Linked DNA regions of Macaca mulatta: region 2 is linked to region 1. The links are chromatin contacts, called in public Hi-C maps. All regions are on one chromosome and are shown on one strand. The core of a region is the stretch at or near the end of the contact, and the rest is flanking DNA. Distances in the headings are between cores, read along the strand shown.

The links. Hi-C and Micro-C count contacts between places; a contact is called where the count stands out from the background.
Region 2: a contact with region 1 is called in a Hi-C map of fibroblasts, with 4 times the contacts expected there. The contact joins two enhancer-like sites. A contact is called at or near these places in 7 of 14 Hi-C or Micro-C datasets (CD4 T cells, blood, cortical neurons and 4 more).

Annotation. Positions count from the first base shown.
Region 1 is chr1:14,477,229-14,482,817 of T2T-MMU8v2.0, reverse strand. No RefSeq gene overlaps it. Among named protein-coding and RNA genes, the nearest start is that of IRF2BP2, 9.8 kb to the right of the region's middle. Within about 2 kb of position 2,502, at least 24 of the 40 cell types and tissues checked have an H3K27ac peak or open chromatin away from gene starts, as enhancers often do.
Region 2 is chr1:14,579,545-14,585,133 of T2T-MMU8v2.0, reverse strand. No RefSeq gene overlaps it. Among named protein-coding and RNA genes, the nearest start is that of TARBP1, 20 kb to the left of the region's middle. Within about 2 kb of position 3,348, at least 11 of the 40 cell types and tissues checked have an H3K27ac peak or open chromatin away from gene starts, as enhancers often do.

The sequences.
Region 1 (5,589 bases), core at 1,253-3,752:
CAAGAAAATTAAAGGATTTTTTTTTCACAAACACGTTTTTATCAAGGTCAAAATCCAATGAAGATGCTCTTATTTCCCATTATACATCATTTTTATTGATTCCTTATTTAAATAAATCTTAACAAAAATGAAATATGTTCAAACATATTTTCAACCCACTCACCCCCAGCTGCTACCAGTCACACAAATACCATCCTCACTTTTAAAGTCATAAATGGAGTGAGGTAGACCATTTTGGTGGTTCATAGGCAGGCTGAGCTTTGAGTAAATGAATCTGAGCATAGGGTGTTTCATATTCTTTCTTTGTGATATTTTAATTTTAGTTCCAATAAAACTATACATCCTCCAAGGTGATGATAACTTCGGGAATCTTTTGGTACTGCGATTGAAACCCAGTGAGTACTCTAGGTACAAGATTCTGGCCTGAGACAATGCATTTTCTGTGATGACAGCAGGGGGAGCCCCTTCTCTCCAGTGTTTCAAAGCGATTTGCTATTATTCTGTTTAATATAATAACTGAAAGTCTCTATTTTGGGTGGTAGGCACTCACTGTGCCAATCACCTAATGATGCCCTGTATGACAGCACCTTCTCATGTCTCATTGATAAATGAAAAACCAGAAACCTGTCATAGAGGTTACCTCATTTGATATTTTAGCCCCCTTTGAGTCAAGTACAACATATGTATACGTGTGTATATATACATGTCTATGTATATACATATGTGTGGATATATATGTGTGTGTGTATATATATATTTTTTAGATGGAGTCTCGCTTTGTCGCCCAGGATGGAGTGCAGTGTGGCGATCTCAGCTCATTGCAACCTTCGCTTCCCAGATTCAGGAGACTCTCTTGCCTCAGCCTCCCAAGTAGCTGGGATTACAGGCATGCACCACGGCGCCCAGCTAATTTTTGTATATTTAGTAGAGACAGGGTTTCAGTATGTTGGCCAGGCTGGCCTCAAACTCCCGACCTCAGGTGATCCGCCCGCCTCGGCCTCCCAAAGTCCTGCAATTACAGGCGTGAGCCACTGTGCCTGGGCTCTATTGTTTTTAATAATTGCAAAACAGACACAAAACTTAACTGAATTACCTGAGATGACTGCACAAGGCCCAAGAACATCTGGAGATTTCCTGACCTTTATTCTAGTGGTTTTATCTGGGGGCAGAACTGGACAATTCTGAGGTGTTTTAGAGAACCCTGAATTTGCATCTCTCAGCATAGTTTCCTCTCAAAGGTCTTTGTGAAGGAGCAGAGCCACTGAAATTGCATTGCTGCTGTGTCAAGACAGTCACAGGAAAAGAGCAAGAATAATTTCCTAGGAATTGCATTTCAACCCGAAAAAGCTTCCAGATTCCTCAGTAACATATATAAAGAGTAGATTGTATTGCACGATTTCCATCTCAAGCTTCTAAATGGTTTTTGTGCCTATTATCTAGAAAGAAAAATATGTTGGTGAAGGAAGTCTTTGGGGTAGGGTTGTGTCTAGGAATTCACAAGCCTGAAGCAAGGCTTTATTTTTTTTAGCCTCCTATCCATTCACCCGTTCATTCACTTTTAAACAAAACTATTATACAATACTTAATCCACAATCTAGTTGCTACTTCTGGTAGCCAGCACCCTGCCCCCCCCAACTCCAAAGGTGGTGATGGAGAAACAGTTTAATGTCAGTTTTTAAAGTGACAGGGGTCATGTTGTTCATTTTTTGAGAAAATACTGCAGAGTATTAAAGGGAATAATTAATAAAAATCAGCAGTAAACTAATTCGGTAGAACCTCAGTGCACAATGCTATGATCAAAGAAAATTTTTTTTCTTAAAATTTAAATAAAAGTTTCTTGATGGAAAGTAAACTGATTCCAGGCAGTCAGTTGTTACAGTACTCTGGGCAGTTCCCATAGGGGCATGTCCTGAGGTTTGCTTAATAAATACATTTTTATTAGCATGCACCATCCATTAGTGCTAACACAGATGCTTCTTAAACATGCGTGTTTACTTCACCAGCACGGAACATTTGGCTTATTATAGCTACAGCCAAAAAAAAAAAAAAAAAAAAGGCAGCATCATGATTTCCAAAAAGGGAGTGACATTTGATTTGGGGCAGCTCTTGTCATGCGCCATCTCCAACTTGGAAAATCCACCCAGTACAGCCCGGCCAGTCGGGGACCCTTGCAGGCGGCAGCCAGGGCTGCTGCTGACGCGCGTTTGATCTTTTCTGGGCCACCGAGGGCTCGCCACACCCCTGCTCTGGCGCGCACGTTCCTCGCTCGGCCTCGCCCAGCAGGACCAGACCTTTTACTTTATTTGGTTCACCACGCGGTCTCCGCTCCAAAGAGCGCGCCGGCGGCGGCGGCGCACGCGGGCCCTCGCGCGCACTCGCACATTCTTCCCCGGGAACGCGGGTGGGGGGCGCGGGGAGGTGGCGGGGCCCGGGCCGCGGTAGCTCTAATTATAGCCCGGCAGCTGGCGCGCGGGCTCGGCCTGGCGCTCGGAGCCAGGACAGGGCGGCGGGGCGGGGCGGGGCGAAGCGCACGGGGCCGTTTCCCGTTTCCGGGCCCGCGCCCCGCCCCGTCCCGTCCCGTCCCATCGGGTCCAGTCCGGCCCCGCCTGGGGTCGCGGGGTTCCACGTGCGCAGAGCCGGGCGCGCGGAAACTGCGCTGCTCCAGCCCGGGAAAAGTTCTAGAATAGAGGCGCGGCGCAAGTCAGGGGGCCGCCTTGGAAACCGCAGCAAGGGCTCCTCGTGGGCTCCAGGCTGTTGGAGAGTGAGGGAGCCTCCTCCCCTTTCCTTCCCGTGGAGTAAACAGGGTTTGCCAGGGCTGGATTCTTTCTTCCATTTAAAAAGTGCCATTCTGAACAGCGATACAAAGTGAAAAAATAAATTTTTTAAAAAAGAAAGGAAAAGCTACAATTTGACCACTCTGACCAGCCTCCTTGTTCCAACTGGCCTCTTGATTTGTATAAAGATGATGGGGTCTGGCGGCCCCTTTGATGCATGAGTTGCACGCTGGGCATAATGAACTTATTGTGCGAAAGCACTTTGGACTTCGGACTGTGTTCCTATGTCAGAATTTTACTGTGGTTTGTAAGATAAACTGGAAGGAAACAAACTCATAGTTAACTCTTGTCAATACGTGTCTTGAACCAAGCAAAGTGACATTTCCTACCTGTGGCTTTGACTTTAAGCTGCACAAAAGGTAGGAGCTAGCCTCTCAGCTGTTCAGAGCCTAGAATGAGATGCCTGCTTAGTAGGTGTTAAATAATAACAGCAACAACCCATATGGTGCTTATTAGGAGAATAGTATTACAAAACTTCTCTAATGACTGTGACCCTCCTGTGAAATTCTGATTTCAATTGTATATGGGGTACAATAAATCTTTATCTTTTATCACCAGAAAAGCTAATTGAACTGCTGTTTGCAGGCAGAAATAACAAAATGGGGGTAATGGGCTCTCAGCCTGGGCTAAGGCTCTCAACAGCTTTTTTCTGTTTTGCAGCTCACACATATAGTCGGCTCAGGCAGATGGCCCAAGCCAAGCCTGTGCCAAAGAAATGCTGATTTAGTCTGACCCAGACAATCTCTACTCCCACATGTCACTTCTCTGCAGAACTCTTACTAGTATGGCAAATACTTTAAAAATCATACAATAAGGCAAAAGCTCAGTAATTTGAGGTTCACTTTTAATAAACTCTTTCCATGCATTAAAATAAATTGAGGTCCTTAGCTCTGGCGAAATGTTTCTAGGTTTTTAATTCCACCCCCCTACCCCACCCGCCCCAGACATAAATAGCCACATACGCAATTCAAAGTACTCTATTTGAACTAGTATAGGAAAGATGTTTTCTATAATATTGCAGATAAATTTGCAATGACTTAAATATTTATCTGCTTAAGTTGCTGAGTGCCTCCACAACAAAACCGAACTCAATTTTTGGTGCCTGATGGGCATCTGAATGTTACCTGATGGTGATGATATACTTAGAAATACTAATTGCTAAGTAAAAGTGGTAAGTGATGTGATCTACAGATTATGTAATGTAGTTCATTTCCCCCAAAATGTAAACTATATTTAGAAATATTCAAATGTGACATTATTACCCTATACAGGATGTCTTATCTCAGCATCAAGGGCGTCTGCAGAGCTGCTGGAGGAGGCTCTTTGGATTACGCAATCTAACTTCTGAAAGCCCATTCAAAGGATGAGAGCAACCGGTGCGTTGAAGCTCTCAATTTAAACTAGGAATCCCGTAGTCTAGTCTCTAGACTTATCTGACCTAGGCAGAAATCATCTCCCAGAGGCTTTTCATGGCTGATTCTGTGATATTTTACTTGCATTGAAGATTATTCCATGTTTTGAGTTAGTGTGAGTCATACAGTGCTATTCTATTTTCCAAATAAATGTTTGTCTTACAGAAGAAACTTTATACCATTTTAATAGGGTTGTTTTACAAGGAAATTTTACTCAGTTGGTTTTTGGATTAAAAATAAAAGAACAGCTTTTAAGATACTATGTCTAAATGATTCTCAATAATGATCTGTGGTATAGTTACTTTTTGCCCTAAAATACCTTTTCTGTGGGTTGTATGGATTGTTTTATGTTGTGCCAGGCAGATGTGCACAATTTTCTGATAAAAACCAGTACAAACACAGACTTTGTATTCTATAATCTTTTAAAGAGGCAAGTTACACTCCAAATCAACAAATCAGAGAGCTGTTTCCAATCAAGCATTTTAGGTTAAGTTGTATTGACACGGGGAGGGAGCAGATGACACAGTAATGAGTTAAAACAATGTTCACTGTTAAATTAGGTATCAATTAATGTAATAACTAGGGGTAGTGTGGGTATCCCTGACAAATTATGGATTTATCTGAGGATTAATGGAGGAATCCACAGATAATCCATAAATCTACTCATTTTCTAGCTAACCTCTTAACGAGTAATTTATAAATTGTCTATTTGTGTGCCTTTTAAGTTACAGTGAGGGGTTCACACATATTAAGGAAAATGCAGGCTGTCAACAGAAACAGCCAACAAGAGATCTAGATAGTTTGTAATCTGGAAAGTCACACCTGTAATTTTTATTTGATTGTAGTACTATTGCTGTCAGAGGCCTAACCAGTGGCACTGAAAGAGTTAAAACAGTCCCCACCCCCACCCCCGATTTCTAGAACCCCAGATGATAAATTGGGTAAATATGTATTCCATTCATTGGTGCATCTGACCTTGGTCTGTGACAGAGGAAAGGCGTGTCTTCTCATACTGTTCCCTACGAACAAAAGGCAAGCAAATGAGGGTGACTCAGGACTTCTCATGGCCTACACACAACTGAACATTTTTCTGAATGATTCCACGTATACACTTAGGAATCAGGAAGAGAAACATTTTACTCTTCACTAACCAAATAAAACCATCTATAAATCATATGCAAAACAACTTTGAGTAAAGAGGGACTTAAAAGTCTAGGAATTAAAAAAGGATTTCCATAGTTTCCTTTTAACTCTCCCTCAACTCCCCTTTGGGGAATAAACAAAGACATCTGCCACATCAAGAGTCCGGTTTGTTTTCTTAACTGAAAACGAAATGCAGTCAT
Region 2 (5,589 bases), core at 2,099-4,598, 100 kb before region 1:
TTCCTTCCTTCCTTCCTTCCTTCCTTCCTTCCTTCCTTCCTTCCTTCCTTCTCTCTCTCTCTCTCTTTTCTTTTTTCTTTTTTTTTCTGAGATGGAGTCTCACCCTGTCACCCAGGTTGGAGTGCAGTGGCGTGATCTCAGCTCACTGCAACCTCCACGTCCTGGGTTCCAGCGAGTCTTCTGCCTCAGCCTCCTGAGTAGTTGGGACTACAGGCACCCGCTACCACGCCTGGCTAATTTTTGTATTTTTTAAGTAGAGGCAGGGTTTCACCATATTGGCCAGGTTGGTCTTGAACTCCTGGCCTCAGGTGATCCGCCAGCCTAGGCCTCCCGAAGTGCTGGGATTACAGGTGTGAGCCATCACACCCGGCCAAAAGATTTTATTTTTTTAAGAGCATTCTTTCGGAATAGGATATAACTAGCTTTAAAAAAATTCTACTTTAACATCTTATTTGCTTGGTACTATTAAGAATTCTAGAAGAAATTGAGCCATGTGACAGTAGAAACATTAATGTTTCATGTTTCATTTACTTTATTTTTTTGAAACATGCTGGAGTGCAGTGGCATGATCATAACTCACTGCAGCCTCGATCTCCTGTGCTCAAGCCATCCACCCACCTCAGCCTCCCTAGTAGCTGGGACTACAAGCATATGCCATCATGTCCAGCTAATTTTTTTTTTTATTTTTTGTAGACCTGAGGTTTCTCCATGTTGCCCAGGCTGGTCTCAAACTCCTGGACTCAAGCAATTGACTGGTCTCGGCCTCCCAATCATTTACTTTTTCTTATTTGCAGTACCCACTGCAAAAAGTCAGACTACTAACAAACATCTATAATTGGCTCATCTCTGAAGTACTGGAAAAATATCCAGAAGAATAGGACATGAAGCTGACAACACGCTTAATGAGGAATATGACATAAACTTATACCCCCTTGCCCAGTTTTTTACTTTGAAATTTGTCAAACATATGGGAAAGTTCAATGAATAGTACACCATTCAAGGACACCCTACTTCACCTAGATTCACTAGTTGTTTATAGTTTACCAATTTTCCTTCTCTTTCTCCCTCTTTCCTCCTATATATGTGATGTATGTGTGAGTATGTACAGATACACACACATTTGTATTCATATATGCCAAACCATTTGAAAGCAAATTGTAAGCATGATGACACTTCACCTTGTCACACAAACAGCCTTGTTGCTAATACAAAGCCTGTTTGTGGATTCTCTTCACAGGGACGCGTGTGACACACCTTAAGTGCTTTAGCATGTACTCCTAAGAGCAAAAACATTGTCTTTTATAATCCCAATGCCATTATCACACTCAAGAAGCTTAACATTGGTATTTTAAAGGATACTTTTTCAAAAAAAGGTAAAATTATGACTCGTACAGATACTAAAAAAAGTTAAAGATTTATTCAATTCATTATTAATGAGGAAACTACAAGATGCTACAGCCAGTTCAAAAGAGAATCCAAAAAAGACACACATTTATTGACAAGGATACTGAAAGGAATAAGCAAACTGAGGCAAAACTGGCTGCTTCTCTTCTGTAGGCAAGGATTGTTTTGCATTGTTATCCATTATGTCCAACTTATTGAGTTGTAAAATAGCTCAAAGGCCACGAAAGGTGCAGAGCCCCTATAGGATCAAAATTAGATAACCCTGAAGAGTGGGTGGGCTCTAGACCTTTTCCTACAAAGGGCTAGATAGTAAATGTTTTCGGTTTTGCAAGCCATATGGTTTTTGTACAGATATTCAACTGCCATTGAACATGCAAGTAATCTTAGACAAAATGTGAAGGGTGAATGTGGCTGTGTGCAATAAACTTTATTTACAAACACAGGTGACTAACTGGATCTGGCTTACTGGCTGTAGTTGGCCAACCCTGCTCTAAACAATGCATAATTTTCCATTGAAGCATACATTTTACCCTACAGATACAACAATAAGATGTTGTTACGGGCTGAATTGTGGCTTCCCAAAATTCCTTTGTTAAAGTCCTAACCCCCACTACCTCTGAATGTAACTGTAGTGGGACATGGGGACGTTAAAAGGATGATTAAGGTAAAATGAGGTCATGTTGGTGGGTCCTAACCCAATATAACTGATGTCCTTATAAGAAGAGAAAATTAGGACTGGGCACAGTGGCTCATTCCTGTAATCTCAGCACTTTGGGAGGCTGAGGCAGAAGGATCTCTTGAGCTCAGGAGTTCGAGACCAGCCTGGGCAACATAGTGAGACCTCCATCTTAAAAAGAAGAAGAAGAGGAAGAAGAGGAAGGAGGAGGAGGAGGAGGAGCAGAAGAAATGAAAAGAAAAAGAGAGAAGGCAACTAGGACACGGATTGGCACAGAGGGAAGACCATGTGGTGACACAGAGAGAAGATGACCATCTATAAGCCAAGGAGAGGGGCCTCGGAAGAAACACACCCTGCCAATACATTGGTCTTGGACCTTCAGCCTCCACAACTGTGAGGCAATATAATAGCCCTAGCAAACGAATACAGATGTCTTCCAATTTTAAAAAGATAGCTACATAATCATGGGTCAAGTGAACAGGACGCTACTTTTCCTTAAAATTGTTTTATTAAATGCAATATTGGCAACATACACTTCAAAAGTGGAGATAGGAGGAAGGTTTGGATGTCAAACAAGTTTAGAAACTATAGCAAACTGTAGTTCCTTCTTAGAAATCCACTACATTCTCAGTATGCATAATGCTCCTGAGATATCCTGCAATCACGTCTGTTCAACCTTTGCATAACCCTGACTTTCCCAAACTTTGAATGCCTTTTCAAAAAGAGATACAGTTCTGATGAATAAAACCATTGTTCTTGGAACACACTTTGGAAACACTAGTATGAACAAATTATGAGGCAAATATTCTAAGGATGTAAAGATGTCTGTGGACTGAGCCTTGAGAACTGTGGGATTCAGAAGGCTGGAAGGGAATACACACGTTCCAGGTAGGGGCAAAGGGAAGACTCTCTGTGGCCCGTCATGCGGGGTCATGATGTGGAAAGCAAGGCACAGAGGGGCCAGGCTGCCCAGAGCTGAGTGCTCACATTGCTGTGTGATAGGAAGGCTGGTCCTGAAGGAAGGATCAGTGCCCCCTTGTCAAAGAGAACCTGAGGCTTTCAGTGTCCAATTGTAGGATAAGGAGTGGAATTTGGAACATCTGGCCCTTGGTGTCCTCCTGGTGATCACTTCCAACAGAACTTAAACGCCCACAAAGGGTTCCTTCTATGAAGTCTCTGTCAATGGGGTGAAAGCCCGGATGGTGCGCCCAATGCCAGCCCGAAGCCACCAGATGGCGCGCGGAACCCGCAATGCACGCACGCCAGCCTTGCGTTTGTCCCCGCACTGGCCCCAGGCCTTGGGAAATGTGTCTTTCCCCTGCCTTTTTACACTTTAGGAAGCTCATCTTTAGAGATGCATGTGAAACACCCCCCGCCCCGCACAGCTGTGCTCCTCCTGCCCTTCCCCTCCTGGGACACATCGGCAGCCTTTCCCCGGTCTGAAGAGTTTCCAAGCCGAGGAGTCTCTTGCACGTTTGTTCTACTGGAACTCGAAGCCGGAAGCACTGAGCTTCCATTTTGTAACCCACAATCCCGGTGAAGTACAATCGTTAGGGAAAAAACATCTCAAGGATTGTGTGTTAGGGCAACCTCATTTCTGGCATGAAAACAAGCCCTGCAAACACTCTGTTACTCTGGTGTTCTGACTGCAAACACAGGGGGATGTAAGATTTTTAAGTAATCCCAAACCTCAGCCCTGAAGAGTTAATGATGTTCCTCATGCCACTGGGGCACGAAAGAAAGACTTGCATGTTCGGGTGGTTATGACTTGCCCAGAGCGGTGGAACGAGCCATAAGGCTGAAGGCCAAGGGATTCGGGCCACCCATGCAGTGAAATAATCCCCCAGAAATGCAGAGCCCGGAGTGGAAATGAAAGTAAAGAGAAGAGTCATTCCAGGGCATTGGCTAAACCTGACTAAACCTGACTGATCATCAAGCCTAAAGTTTGCTTGACTCCCGAAACTGCAAATCTCAGATTTGGGATGTACTGCCTAGATACCAGGAAATGACAGAAATCAAGCAGTTGGAACACTGTTCTTGTCCAACTCTGGGTCTTAAGCTCTGTTCTCATTTTCAGTTCCAAAAGCAATGAATAATTAATAAGGTAGTTTTTGAATGGAAAGCACATTTCAATGGATGGGTGATGCTTTCCGAAAGGCCTCTGACAGTTACTGTTTATTTCCTTCTTTCTTTCTCTTTTTGAAATAAAACCATGGAAGTGAAGACTGAAGCAATATTCAAATATACAACATCCCACATGTTTGACCCACCAGAGACTTGCACCAGTAATGAAAAGCAGGATCTAATATCTACCTTGTCACCTACTGTATGCCTCACACTCTGTTCCATGTTTTTATGGAAGTAATGTCTCATTTAATCCTCACAGTCATGGCTCCGTAGTTGGCACTGGCCCAGGTTTTTAGATGAGGACCCTAGTCTCCTATAAGGTTAAGCAGCTCACCCAAAGTCACACAACTAGTAAATTTGAGAATAAGGAATTGGAACTTGGTATATCTGACTTCAAAGCCTCAGTTCCTCTTCCTTTGCCCATGCATTTCACAGACTCATGGGACCTCATGGAGTTAGAAGGGATCTGGGAGGGCATTTGGATGAATGTTCTAAATAATACATGAATCTCTTTTCCAGCATTCTCTGTAAGTTGAAAGCTAAACAAGTGTGAATGTGCCTGAAATCAAAAGCTGAAGCCGAAAAAGAAGTCAGAGCAAGACTTCAGAATTCAGATAGAGGGCCTAAAATACATGTAATAGATTTTGGTCCTATTTTCTCTAAAAGTGGGACAGATGTATATATTTAAGTCTGTGAGACGACCAACAGTGCACCTAAGGAATGAGTCCAGAATGTTGTTCTCTTAGCCCAGCTCAAAGGGGAATAGTTGAAGAAAAATGACTAGGGAAAGAAGGCACGTGTTGGTATGGATGGGATGCCTGTGATATCCTGAAGATGTGTGCACTGTAATTCAAAGAGATTCAGAGGAATGCTACTGTTTCAGCATACACACCCTCAGGTCCTGGAACAATATGGTAAAAAGCTCCCCTCTCCCCCAGTTCTAGGGAAAGGTAACTAAGTGAAAGCAGGTGACCAGCCTCAGGCCACATAGCAAGGAGGTGGCAGAGCTAGAAATAGAACCAAGTGCTGAGTGTCTCAGTTGTGCTGTGGTGCTACTCGCCCTTGCTGCCTCACACATCTTCCGTCAAGACTGGCTCTGTGTGAATTTGGAAACTCAAAACCAGGTTTCAGTTTTCATGACATACTGGAAACTTGGCCTTGGATCACTAAGAAGTTCACTATGGGGGCCGGGCGCGGTGGCTCATGCATGTAAACACAGCACTTTGGGAGGCCAAGGTGGGCATGAGGTCGACATGGAGACCATCCTGGCCAAAATGGTGAAAACCCGTCTCTACTAAAGATACAAAAATTAGCTGGGCGTGGTGGCACATGCCTGTAGTCCCAGCTACTTGGGAGGCTGAGGTAAGAGAATCACTTGAACC